Linked DNA regions of Anas platyrhynchos: region 2 is linked to region 1. Evidence: chromatin contacts called from public Hi-C data. All regions are on one chromosome and are shown on one strand. The core of a region is the stretch at or near the end of the contact, and the rest is flanking DNA. Distances in the headings are between cores, read along the strand shown. Region 1 has its middle 4.0 kb from the start of SMNDC1. Region 2 overlaps RBM20 (RNA binding motif protein 20).

What was found. Hi-C and Micro-C count contacts between places; a contact is called where the count stands out from the background.
Region 2: a Hi-C map of liver shows a contact between it and region 1, with 3 times the contacts expected there. The contact joins two enhancer-like sites. A contact is called at or near these places in 3 of 8 Hi-C or Micro-C datasets (liver, skeletal muscle and subcutaneous adipose tissue).

Annotation. Positions count from the first base shown.
Region 1 is chr6:30,886,545-30,893,489 of IASCAAS_PekinDuck_T2T, forward strand. No RefSeq gene overlaps it. Among named protein-coding and RNA genes, the nearest start is that of SMNDC1, 4.0 kb to the left of the region's middle. Within about 2 kb of position 4,162, at least 4 of the 8 cell types and tissues checked have an H3K27ac peak or open chromatin away from gene starts, as enhancers often do.
Region 2 is chr6:31,096,293-31,103,237 of IASCAAS_PekinDuck_T2T, forward strand. The region is part of intron 1 of RBM20 (RNA binding motif protein 20); the gene reads left to right. Among named protein-coding and RNA genes, the nearest start is that of RBM20, 47 kb to the left of the region's middle. Within about 2 kb of position 4,124, at least 1 of the 8 cell types and tissues checked has an H3K27ac peak or open chromatin away from gene starts, as enhancers often do.

The sequences.
Region 1 (6,945 bases), core at 2,912-5,411:
TCCTGAAGGTCTTCTCCAACCCTAATGGTTCTGTGTTTGGTCCTATGCCAAGGGAGGGAAGGGGAAAGGAAAAATTAGCAGACCACTCAAGCCCAGAGCAGGATGAAAAAAGGCATTCCCGGCAGAAATGTGATGTGATCGACATGACGTCGAGCCCATGAGCCACTCAAATTAAGCAGATGCCCAAAGTGTTTTTAATATCACCAGGATTGGTGTCTCCAGCAAACATCCTGTCCCACGTGGTGGGCAGCGTGCAGTGCTTCACAGGAAGATGACTTACTTGGGCTCCGTTTGGGTTTGTTTATGTACAAGGGGGAAATGCATCTACCGTACTCTGAAGTGCCTAATTTATGTCCTCAGAGGATATCCTCGTGGAGGGTGAACCAGCCTTCTGCCTAGTCTTGGCATAAGGTTTGATAATTGAAATACAGAAGTTACTGGACGCTGTTCACGGACTGATTAATGGGACCGTGTTTACAAACAGCAACAAAGATACTAACTAGCACCTTTTCAGTACTTTTATTAACCTGGAAATAGATACAAAAGCATTTTCTGATACAACTTTGTGAACAAATCAGTGACTGTTGAAAACAAACCTGCAAATTTGCTCATTCAAAGCAATCTTAATGACTGTGAGCATGGCTGTGAGTTAAAATGCACATTGTTGCACTTAACACTAGCTTTGCCTCCTGGAACAAGAAGTCCAGTGTGTATCTGTGGAAATGAAGTGACAGAGAAGGACCGAGGAGGCGTGTGGGTGTCCAGATCCCTCCAAAGGCAAAGTTGTAGCAAAGGAAGAAAATGTTTGAGCTCGCCTGAGCAAAAGTAAAGAGATTATTTCAATTTTATAGGTTTTGTTGAGAATTACTACTGCAATAATATATATGGTTCTAGAGTCCGGAGTTCTGTGTGATCTGCAGACTTCTAAAAGGGTCCATCAAGCTGCTGAGCGACTAGAGAAAATGCCTTTCTCTCAGTGAAAGGCTGAAATACCCAACCTGTTTATCTGCTAAAGGAAAATTGGGAATGACTTGCTTACAACATGTAAATAATCTGAAGGGAAAACAATATGGAGTACTTGAAATGTAAAAGCATAAGGAGGCTCAGTTGACTGAAAGCTAACGGTGCACAGAAGAATTTTAGAAAATTCAATAAATGAAGATTAATAACTTCTTTGGAACTAACTACAAAGGCAAGGGTTTTCTCTTGGTTTCTTCAGATCAGAGTAACACCTTTTTAGAAGGCATTTCATCACATGATATCATTCAAGTGCATGCTACTACGTATAGTAAAATACTCTTGAAACCACTTATCTTTAACTCCTATAAATTGGAAAGTCTCATTAACTGCATCCTTAAAAATGGATTTATCTTCATCCAAAAATACAGATTTTATTTTTCTATGCTTGACAAAACAGCTTTTATACTACATTGAGGAGAAACACAATCTAAGCCAGACCTCTTGCTACTTAAAATGATGCTATTCAGTTAAGATTTGTTGGTTCTGTATATGTGAGGAGATCAAAGCAAGTTGAGCTATGGTTCTGCCATATCTGGATGTTTCTAACTGCAGCCAGTACTTCCATTTTATACATGGGCAGTGGAGTAGCTACCAGGAGGACTTTCTCTCTTCATAATCCCTTTTTATGAGCTGTGTATTCATTGTCATTTGGTATTGCAGGGTATTTACAGAACTGAGCAATATTAATTTTCAGAGTACAGTTGTACCACAGTTAGATTGTTACTACAAAGCAACTGATGCTCTTACAGGAATTTGTGCAATGCATCTTATCATCTACGATGCGTAGAATTTACATGCAGTTTGTTGCCAAAATAAGACAAGTGAACTTAAGACCATCCTTCAGCACAAACGCCGTCGAATTTCTTTCCCTAACTTTGTAAGAGGAAGCAAATTTGGGGAAATAGTCTTTCCCCAAGCTTAATGGGGTTAATGGTGACTTAATGCTGAGCCTTTCAGCTCTCCTGAAGGTGTCCGAGGGCTGGTGCAGTGCTCTGGGACCCCTGGCCCTGCTTTGGGCTCCAAGGCAAGCCAGGAGGTGTGCCTGCCTTGTCCAGCAGGTGGTGGTGCTGCTGCACGGACACCTGCATCGCCAGCACACTCATCCAGGCAGGCAGGAAACATTTCTTTTGTAGGACCGAAGTTAGGCTTCTTTTCCACCGTCTGCTGCGTTATTTTTACAGTTAGAGCTATCAGCAACAGATATCTGAGGCTATTTTTGAAGAGATCTGGGACTAGCCAGTCTTCTGAATCGTGTATATGTGTTATATTATAGAAATACACTATGATCAGCACCGTTCTGCACACCTTCATGTTAAACCCTGATGCATTTAACTGTGGGATGGGAGGGGAGCGAGCTGAGTGCTCAGCAGCAAGTAACACAGCCGATAACTGTACCCAAAGCTAATGCCCTCGTTTGCAGCTTCATCTGTGTGGACAGATTGTTTTGCTCAGCACAGCGACCCAGTCACTAGCAAAAATTTGGCTTTTGCAAACAAAGCAGTCTGTGCTAGTCGCTGAAGCTGAACTGCAATCCAAATCTAGGCCAAAATGGAGACACCAGACATTTTGGGGGGTTTTCTGGTGGGCTGCCAGCCTGGCAGGCCTTGCCCTGTCAGTAGGGCAGCGTGTCAGGCCTCAGAGTCATCGGTACATTCATTTGGATCAAACCATCAGGGAAATATCTATCAATACTTTAATTAAGAGAGTTGTTTTCCTGAAGAAATATCTTTTTCTTTTAGTTGACCTGTGCCTCTAAGCAAAGTTTGTCTTTTCTTTAAACGGTTCGTTATCACAGCTATCTGATAAGTTTGTCCATAGATATAATTACGTGTTGTTTGCTGTGATGAGCCGTTGTTTTTTTTTACTCCTGGAAAATTTGTTTCTTTGGGCTGATTTTTTTCTTCACTGGCTGTTTGGTTCTGGCAGGACGTTTGAAATCTTCAGCAGCTTCCATTTATAAAATCAAGTTCTAGAAAAGATGCTGTTTGACCAGGCATGTGCTTAAAATATGCAGGTGCTTCTGTCACTGGGAGGTTTTAAAGCATGGCCTTGAAACTTCATGGGGAAATTCTTTTTGCTTTAAGGATGTATTTTCTGCTGTTCCACTCTCCTGAAATTTAGCCTAATTATTAGTTTTTGAAATACCCGTTCTTACAGGAGTTTGGGAAGTTAAATAAGTGAGCAGGTTCTTGAACACAGCCCCAGTAGCCCACAATGGGGGTTGTGGTGCTACGCAGAGAAATTGGGAGCTCAAACACGTTCTGTGCCCTAAATGATTCCAGTCATTATGCTCCATCAGGGAGAAAGGCACAGTGACTCAGTCTGAGGAGGAGAAGTGAATCAGAACTGGACGAGGATTAAGAGACAGGGTGAGACATCATGGAGATAAGAGGAACGGGTCAGAACTGGGATGAAGGGACAAAGCCTGAGTCCATTAGGACATCGTCTGCCTCAGCAGAGTCAAGGCAGCCTGAGGTGCTGGTTCCTCTCCTCAGGGTGCTGGGAAGCCTGCTGCTGAGGCTGCCTGTGCCCAGATGAGAGCAGTAAATATGAGATGAGGGGGTTTGGAAAGCAGAGACTGAGGGACGGAGCAGCGAGCAGAGGCACCTGGGAGGCCTGGCAGAGCCTGAAGCAGTGAAAGTTGCTGCCTTGAGCTCCTCTGCTGCCTGCTCCTCTGCTGCAGCCCTGAAAGAAGCTGCCCGCACCTTTGGCTGCAGTCTTCAATTACAGCATCAAATGCCTTCATCCTCTTCCTCTTAACCTCTGTTCCATTCAGAACACGGGGTTTACAGTAATCAAGGATGGGTAGTTAACACAAACATTTAAAAAGGTGTTGTTTTTGCAGGTCCTGCATCTCTTTTCCCTGAATTCTGAAGGAAAGTGAGCTGAAAGAAGGGAAAGTGAGCTTTGCGAGAGGGCGGCCGAGTGCTGCTACAAAGATCTGGATTTAGTTACCCCTGTAGGAGCGTCTACACAGCATGAATGAGCAAGCAGCAATGTGTGGCAAGTAGAAAACTCAGTGCGTAAACTTAGAGTTTTTTGCAATTTGTAAACAAATTGCACCACGGGTCTGGAAACTGACCGAAGCAGCTCTGATTCAGCCAGAGGTAATGTTGCTGCCACTGGGGCATGGCAAGCTTGCTTTTAGGATCTGTGTCATACATTCCTAGGCTCTGAAAAATCCTTGCATCCTGACCCGCAAGAGCTCCCACTCCCGATCAGTGTCGGGTAAGACACGTGGGTAGTTGTTTGGGGGTGGTCAAAAATAGAAACAAGGAATTTGAGGCAGGATAATTTATTTATAACAAGAGTAGTGTTTATTTGCTGCTTCTTCTGAAGTTAATGAGATCAGAACTTTAATTAGTCCCTCAGACACCTTTGGTTCTTGGTATCTCTGCTGCTCTGCCCTCCTGTATATAATAAGGCTGCCTTGTGTTATGGAAATTAGTATTTAAAAAATGCTGAGACACAGTCCCAATGAGTATCAAGGGAAAGCCAATAAGGAAATGAAGAGTTCTCTTTTTAAAACAGATTTTGAGGGGTCCTTGGCAAAGACTTCATCTGAAGAGAAAAGGTGGAAGTGTTTTAAGTTACTCTGGTGAGTTCTGCTGACATTGCAGCAGATTGGGAACATCTAGCATCAGAACAGAATTAGGGTCTGTTCAAGTCTACTTTGCCATGACATGTTTTACTTCTATCCTGTGAACCTAGAGGTTGCCCACAGTTAACATTTCTAGCAACGGACTGTGGTAAGGTTATTTTTGCTGTTTCCTCTGTACGTGAACCCTGGGAAACACTCGCTGTGCTGTAGTAGCTGCAGAGTTCACATGTAGCCATGTGCCTTCTCCACCAACATAAACAACATGCACAGCCTGCATAGAATCCAAAATATGCACATCCCTCTTCCAAAGTCTCCCATCCGTCATTTTCCTGCCAGACTTTGAGACACATTCTCATGAAGTGAGAGAATTTCTGGAGCGTGCATATAGCGGTGAGATATGGCAGCCACCCATCCTGCTGCGTGAACGAACTTGTGAAATGTTCCCTTCTACATCATGTTAGTCACAACTTGAGCAGCGAGACTGCTTTCATGTGGCTTCGCATCCTGTTCTTGGTGATCAGTGTTGTCTCGTGTCTTACACCTGGCACAGCGCTGAGGGAAACTGAAAGTCCTACAGATGTTTCCTCTGAAAATGAAACTGAAATTTCTCTTGCCGTAATCGTCTCGCACGTCATTGCAGCTGTCTCCAAATGAAGTCAGTTTGGATGCCTGGCAAGCAAATGGCACTATTTATAGGCTAATAATAGAGCAAAGATACATGAGATGGACACTTAGACTTCTTTTCTCAATGTTCTTATTTGTAAGTCACTTGAAGGAGACGAGGATGTGGTTGCTACTGGCTGATATTTCTCTAAATGATAAATTTCATGTAAAACTACTTTGATATCCATCTTAATATAATGGGGAAACCAAGATGACTTGTTACCAGGAATATCCAAAGATGTAGGAGATCTGGAAGCCTTACTAATTTTTTTTTTGATTTCACAAAGGTATCAACACCATGTCTGGGCTCTGGGATAATTGTTATTCACTGTGTATTGACTAAAACCTATGGGAGCTTTTTGTTTGGTTGCTTTAAAAAAAATAGTCAAGGTTTTAGCAATTTTATTTGACTTAAGTGCTATCAACATCCTTTTGTTACAAAGCTTCAGGGCTGTCAGAGGATTTGCAGCTTGGCTTGGTATTTTATTGCCTCAGGGGTAGGTAATGGGTTCTGATTAGGGGGGACGTTTGTCCTGTTCTTGGTCAAGCACACTGGCATGAGTTGCTGAGAGGGTAAAATGTGCTGCTGGGTGGCACTGGACCCAGTGCTGTTACCAGGGGAGGGAGCTTAAAATGAAAAGCAACCAATGTCAGTGGGAACAAGATGAAGGTAATTGTTGTCAATGACCATTATAACGGGCATTATCTAGAGTAATAATATTTCGTGTTATATTCTTGGGATTTCTTCCAAGGGAAATCATTTTGGGATTGACAGAGGGGATGATTGTATTCAGCAGTGGGCAAAGTGCTGTCTCTGATGCAAACATACTGCCACTGGAGAAAACCTAAGTTTATTTCTGCAAAGTTCCCTGCATCTCTGCTACTGCCTCAGCCTGCCGTGCTAATGGAGTAAGTCTCCTGGAAATGTAATTTGTAACGAATTCCTGGTTTGATATTGCTGCTGTATCTTTTACATTAAGCAAATGGGTATAAAATCACACTTACTATTCTGATGCAGCCTGCTTTTCTCAGAGTTTTTGGGTTTGCACCAGGTCGGAAATGTATTGAGCTTGGGCAGGACAGGTGCTGGCAAGAGCATGTGTAGGCTGACACCTGCGCCTGTGTTCGGCGGGGTGATCTGGTGTGTAGTTTTTAATTGCATCATGGGAAGACACAGTGATTTACAGCCTAAGGATGGACAGCTAATCAGCTAAAGTGCAGCTGAGAGCTGACTGAGCCTCCTGGATTTTAAGGCTCAGTGTGTTTTTATCTTTTTTGTTTTTAAAACACCAGCCTCAGAATCTCCTTGGGATTTGCCAGTCAAGCAAATAAACATGGAAAGCTAAATGTGGATCCAAACTGCCTGCGAGCAGTGCTGCTGCACAGATTTTAGCTAGAGCCCCAAAACAGTTTTGCATCTAACACTTTTTTATTTTTTTTTCTCTTTATGCCCTTCCTCCCCCACCTAATGAAACTATTCAGCTTGGAAATGTCGGAAGGCCGCATACCTGAAGCAGCACTGGGCTTGTTTGAACATCATTTTCTGGTATTAGTTTTATAGATCCAGATATGACTAATAAGGAAATTTCTTCATTTGGTGTCAGCAGATGACCAATCTGTACCAGGATGAGGAACAAAGCCGGTATGAGGAGGTCGTGTCG
Region 2 (6,945 bases), core at 2,874-5,373, 210 kb after region 1:
GAGGTGGGCTGGGGGTGGTGGCTGCAGGGGTTTGTCAGTGCTTGGTGGTGGATCACAGTTCTCTCCTGAGGTGTTGGAAATGCCCTAAGTTTTCCTGCATCCCAGGCAAGTGTTCCTGCTTATCCTGACAATCACCAGGATAGCCTGGTGCTGTTTTCTCCAAAATCAAGCCCATATTTCTGTCCAGCACAACACATGTTTCTACCATTTTTAGATTGTTTTAAGGTAATACAGGACGCACGGTGAGTGAATGTGAACCATACAAAAAGGTTATGGTGGCAGTATTGTGCACAGTATCTCAGTATTGAAAAAATATTTCTTGGAGTGCTTTGATTTTAATCAATAGGAATATTTTCCCTTATCCCTGTTTTTCTTTTAAGATAGACACCTGTAAGTGACACTGCGTTCCAGCCACAAACAGAAAAATTTTGATTCATACCCATCACTCATCTGCAAGAGCATTTTAAAAAGATACATTTTTCTCATTTTCATTTCCTTTACATTCCACATATTTTGTTAAAATTTTGCTTTCCACCAGTTTTAAATCAAAGCATGGACTATGTCAGTAGGAAAATGCATGTTTAATTTCTTTATATTTGCCTGCTTTTCGACAACATATGGGTACAGTCAACAGCCATCCCTAAATTCTGGTAGCCTGCTCTAGCCTCCAATCATCACCTAATTTTAGGTTTGCAGGCTGGGCCTTCTTACCTTTCTACTCCTATCTGCATAAGTTGTCTGCAGAAGTAGCTGAGAATAAAATCCTGCTGTTGTTTTTAGTTTTGATTTTCATCCAAAAAACGATTGTCAGGAGAAAGGAAGAAAAATAGGAGGCAGCTGATAAACTGTTTCCTTATAAGCCAACAAAATTCGTTCTGTGATAGTACAGCAGAAACAAGTCCCTGGGAGGGTGTAAATATGGTCATGGCTCAGGCTTTGCAGATGCACACAAGAAAGCCATGCCCTGCAGGAAGGCATGTAGGGGAAAGATCCTTAAGGTTGCCTTAGACTGCAGGGATTTTTCCAGCTACAACTCTGGGCCATGATCCAGGGAGATGAAGAGCTCCCTCCGTGTAGCAGCCTGTACCTCACAAACTTGAAGACAAAGTCTGTTTGGACTCTACAAGAAGTAAATAGGAGGAAGGCACTGAATTTGCATTTAATGTATAAGATGCGTATAGCTAAGTTGAATGTATGAGCTGAGCTCAGCTTGCTGTGAATGAATTGATCCCTTATTACAAAATACTTGGAAGAGAAATTGCTCACATAGCACTGATAGGCCTTTGGAAGATGAGCAAGAGAGAACTGATACTCTTGGCAATTTTAAGGAATGCTGTGTGTTCCCGAAACCTCGGGGAAATAATTTGTGCCACTGGGGTCATAAAACTCATGGGATACTTCAACGGTGAACCGCTGCTGTGTTTGGTTATCTGGATTGAGCAACAGTTTTGAGCAGTAGATGCAGCTCCAAAAGGAAGCTTGCCCAGCCCTGAAGGTGGCCAATTTACATCTGCCTAACCTAGGGCTCTGTCCTCGTGCCTGCTAGTCCTCGCCTTTCAGTACAGTGCCCATTCATTCCTCAGACTTCCAAACACACTGCTCGTTTGTGTGTGTGGTGTAAGGAGTTTGCTACAGGGTGTGTTCTGTAACTTCCCTCTCCGCTCCCATGGCCATCCATGGTTTTAGAAAGGGTGAGCATAAAAAATAAATAAACGATGCTGTGTGTTATAGCATTAAGGAATGAATGAGTAACTCATAGCCACTGAGTTTTGACTGCATGAGGATTAATCTGATAACCAAGTTCTGGAAAATAATCCATTGCAGATCACTGAATAAAACCAGAGACTGGTGGGAACTAGCCCATTGTGTGGCAGCATGTGGGAGGAAAATAAAAACGGATATGGAATATTTAAAAATGGGCCATTCAATATACCAGAGATCTGATGCAGCCAATAGGAGCACACTTAGCATTGCTAAAAATGGATACTCTTTTAATACAAAAAACACCGCACACAATACCAGTCAAATCTATTTCAGACATCATGAGCTGGGATACAGATGAATTGATCAAGGGAATGAGATTTGGTGGTTGCCTAGGGACTGGTGAGCATGACCTACTTCGCTTCGAAGAGCCATATGCTGGTTTATATGGGTAACTTGCTGATCTGATGTTTCAGAAGGGTGAAACTTCATCACTCTGGGGAAAATTTTAGATCAAAGTTGATTGAGAAGAAAAAAGTAGAAATATGTAAATGAAATTGGGATTTTGTTTAGAAGCACTTGCAAAGTATCACTGCATTCACCCCCCTCAATAACTGAAAAATCGACAGGGGAAGGTAAATATAAAAGAATTAAAACCAAGATTGATGGTAGATTTTAAATGGAGCAGAATGATGCTAGTGAAGAGGGAGACCCAGTATCAGGTAAAGACTAAAGTGGCTAGAATTGATGAAAAAACAACTACTAGTTATTAAATACTTCCCTTTGTAATAAATACTTCATTTATTCAATTCATCATTCCTGAGAGTTGGATCCAAAAGTACGGTAAGATTCTTGTCCTCCTAGTAGTTTCAAAAATCATGGAAAGTGGGAATAAATCCAAGCCATTGAAAAAGTGCTAACCACTGAAAAATGGTGACTGGGATAGTCCGTGTAATTGTAGTGCAGTTAGTTTGATGCCAACATGGGACAAAATAACAAGAATTTTTTAGATGAACGTCATTGATAAAGACTAAAACAAACAAACAAGCTCCAAAGGTAGAAATATAGTTATTTAAGTCAGCATAATCTTCCGTTAAAAAGAATTTTGCTGAATGTTTTTTTCTTTGAGATTTTAGTTTTGTTTGATAAAGGTCAGTAGATAGATCATAAGCTTTAATTTTTGCAAGGTATTTTGCTTCATAACTCCTGGTCTTTTGATTTTTAGGAAAAAAAAATAGCATGTATCGTTAGAGTGATATTTAAATTGCTGGGTTAAAAAAAGTCTGAAAGCTGTAGGGAATTTCCTTCAATAGGGATCTTTTTTGGCGGGATACCAGAGATTTGGAAACAGTCTTATTCAGCATTTTCACAAAGTTTAAAGTTGCTGTTCACTAGTGCCCTAAAGAATGCTATCATTTTAAGTAACAATAGCACTGCAAGTTCTGTTCGTGTAGCAAGTTGGATCCCTGTTAGCATGAAACATTATAATGCCAAATCTGTAATAGGAAGTTCGGAAGTGGATATTTAAGTTGGAACGCAATTCCACATTAATAGTAAAGGTAATTAGCCACTGCGACAAACCAAAAGGAGACAACCCAAGTAATTCTTTGCCTCTTGCCTAGCTGTGGCACACAGGGCGACCTAGTGGCTCTTCCCAGCCTTAAACTTCACAAAACCATGGTGGTTTTTTTTTTTGTTTGTTTGTTTTGTCTTTTTGTGTAGTACCAGAGGAGGAGAGGAGTAGAAAAGGCAAATGAGGTAGATGAGGTAGAGGGTCAGGGCTGAACCAAAGCTTGCTAGGGGAATGAAAAGCTTGAATAAGTATTTTCCAGGGTGAGACAGGAAACTTAAATTGCGTTATCCATTGGGAAGGCAGTGAAAAAGTGAGAATGGGAGAAGCAGCAAAAAGCGGTGTAAATCTCTCAGAACCCTCAACTGCTTTCCTCCATCCCCTATTTTGATTTCCAGCTCATGAGCAAAGATTTTCTATGAAATCCCATTTCTCTTCCTTTTAAAGTCATTGGAACAGCCCAATGACCAGCAGCCAGAGCTGCAGAATGCCTCTTCATGCCACGCCATAGGTCCTGTTGTGTTGCCAATACCTGTGTCAGAATTAAATCCTAGACAGGTTGGGGATGGCACGGATTTGACTGTCTTGCTAAAGCAAAGCAAGCATTGGGTGAGGAATGCTGAGATATTTGACAGTTCAGGTATGTCGGCTTCCAGACTCTCAGACAGAAGCTAACTTGCAGTGATTTGTTGTTGCCAAAAATAGAATCATCCACAGACCAGCAAGCTGCTCCTGATGGGGTGTAATTAGAAAGGTCACAAGTCTGTGAGCTTGTCTGGATCATGTGTGTTCGCTGCCTCAGTATCGGAGACTTGTCTATAATTTCCTCTCTGGGTGAAGATCTTTAGGTTCTGTAAGGACATTTGTATTGAACAAGTGGACATCACATAAATACTGTATACAACTCAGCTGTCATATGTTGACTTTGATATTGAGGAGGCTTATAACTTAATGGAGTGTGAAGAGATGCTTATCTAGCTCATTTTGCTCATGCTGGAAGATTAGCTCCTCTATACTGAGCGTGCATACATGTCACCGCTAGGATTCTTGCTTTCTTTTCCTGAACACTTTATCCTACAATAAGAGTGGAGCAAATGCTGCTCAGGAGTAAGTGTGTAAATATAATACCATACTACAGGACTGCACTGACTTGGGACAAGGCCTGAATTCACCACAGAATTTCAGTGCTGCTTATACTGGAAGCAACAGAAGTGGTTATTTGATTTATACCACTGACTTAAACCCATGATTAGCCCACTGAACATTAAAACACGTTTCATTGCCCTGGGAGAATTAGTGGGTAAGCAAATAGCCACAGGGTCTTCTATTAAAGCGTATCACAGTTTTTTTTATTTGGCAAGTTTTTAGCTCTGATCATGGTTGGTAGTGCAGCTTGGAAGATATTGGAATATCTTGTGAAGGGGGAGGGTTATAAAAATTCAGCAATGAAATCTTAAATATGTGAGTCTAATTGGGTTTTAATTTCAATTTTTGTGAAGGGGACTATATGTTCATAAGCTATTAAATATCAGATCGCAGTCAGCAAGGTTTCTCTTTACTTCAACTAAAGCAAGTTATGCTGGGCTGAGCAGGAGCCTTGGGCTGAAATTGTCGCAGTGGTATGGAGGAGTTTGAGCTTTTGGCAAGGACGTAGATGTGAAGCAGCGTGAAACCGGTGGGCTTGGCCCAGGGAATGAGAGGTGAAGTGTTTGCTATTGGTCAGCCAAACAGGTAAGGTGGAATTCAGACCTCCGAGACCTTTCACAGGTCCAACCTGGATGCTCTTGTTCAGCTTCTTGAAAACTTTAAAATCTTTGGCACTCACCCCCTTCTAAATAAGGACATAACTTGTAGGCTTCAAGCAAGCTCTTCTTCCTTGTGACAATGCTATGAGCATCTAAAGGAAGAGAAGAACGTATAGGTTTCTAACAGGGTGGCAATGGGTGGCTTAAGTCATAAATTGAGCAGTTGTAGGCAGTGAAGGTGCAAATGCACCTGAGAACATCACAGTTTTACAAAGTCTTGCCCCTCAAAATGGGTGAAGCTGTTGTAGGTTACCAGTGCTATGTTGTCCACAACTACACCACATGTTCTACACATAAGCATCATTTTGAGAGTACAGTCATCTTAATGTAGTTTGCATATGTGTCTCTTACTCTGCATGTTGTATCTGTGTTTTATATTTATGTAAAGGCACCTATGTAAATGTGTATATTTCATTGTGGGTGCTTTTTTTTTTTTTTTTTTTTTTTTTCCCATTTCTGCTCTACCTCTGCAGCTTCGTAGAATACTTGTCCTAATTTCAGTTGCTCATTTTTGTGAAAAATAATAAGGAAAAGAAAATCTCTTAAAATAACAAGCAGTATTTAAAACTTTTATTCTGGGTAGAACATTTCACTTTATCAGTACGCATACTCTTGATATCAACTTTAAGTGGGCTCAGCTCTTTCACCGCTCCAAAGATAGACTTCTTGTTATGGGACCTTCTGCAGTTGCCCTTGCTGACATCAGGTGGGTTGTCAAAATGTATGGCTTTTCTCTGTCTCTAATAATTCTTTCCTAAACTTTTTTTTTTTTTTTCTGGGTTCAAGCAAATTATGCCAGCTATTATACTGCATCCAGCCCATCTGCATGGCAGCTACCATTTTGCTGTTAAGAGATACCTTTTCCTTTCTCTTCTGTTTCTGCAGTTAATTGATGGTAGAAGTTCCTGTTGGGCCTTTTGAAAAGTAGAAAAGGTCAGATGTGTGTGCAGAATACTTCAAAATTTTAAGGAAAAACAACAACAACAACAAAAATGAGTCTATGACATTGTTCAGTTGAAGAGATGTATTGTTCGTAAGCATTTCCCTCACTGCAGTGCAAGTCCCACGCATTACAGGGGGCACAAGGGCAGCACTGTTTGCTAGTCATGGCACAAATCACTGTCCTGAAACATTCAGCACCCTGGAGCAATGCAGAGGCAATTGTAGGATTGCAGGCAAATTGCTCCTTGCAAGCAATTCAACTGCTGCTCATGAGAAACAGAACTGCAGTAGCAGTTTGACTTTTATATAAATGAAGCATGGTCAAAAGACATTTCTGGTCAGGCTTTGAGTCCTGAAGATTTCACACTTCCACGCTGCACTGTGCGGATGCCAAAATACTGATCTTGAATGCTAGCACGAAATTCCCGGAGGGCTGGTGCTCAAGTGCTGGATGGAAGTTATGAGAGTTGTACAGATGGTCGCAAGGTGGTTTTTAAGTCGCTTTTTGGAGTGTGAGAGCTGGCAGCAAAATTATTTTGGAATGCTGTCTGGAAGAAAGATGTGACATAAAACAGATTTCTCTTTGCTGTTACAAGTTAGTACAATATTAATCTAATTTAATTAGTATTATATAAAAAGAGATTGTTTTGTGCTTCCTCATTTCTTTTTATGAGCCTCTGGAACACCACAAGGCATAACAGTGTGTTTAGAGATGAGCTTCATTCATACGCTTCATAGCGAAGAGAAGGCACTTACGGGACTGACTGCCTCGCTGCTGTGAACGGTACAATTTCACTGAAATTATGGCCGCTTAAATGTTGTTAAATGTGATCAAAATGCTGGTCTGGCAAACCTTTGTTCACCTTGGGCCTGATCCAAAGACCAGTCAGGGAACTGGAAACACTTCTTCCAGTCAGTGTTCTGGAT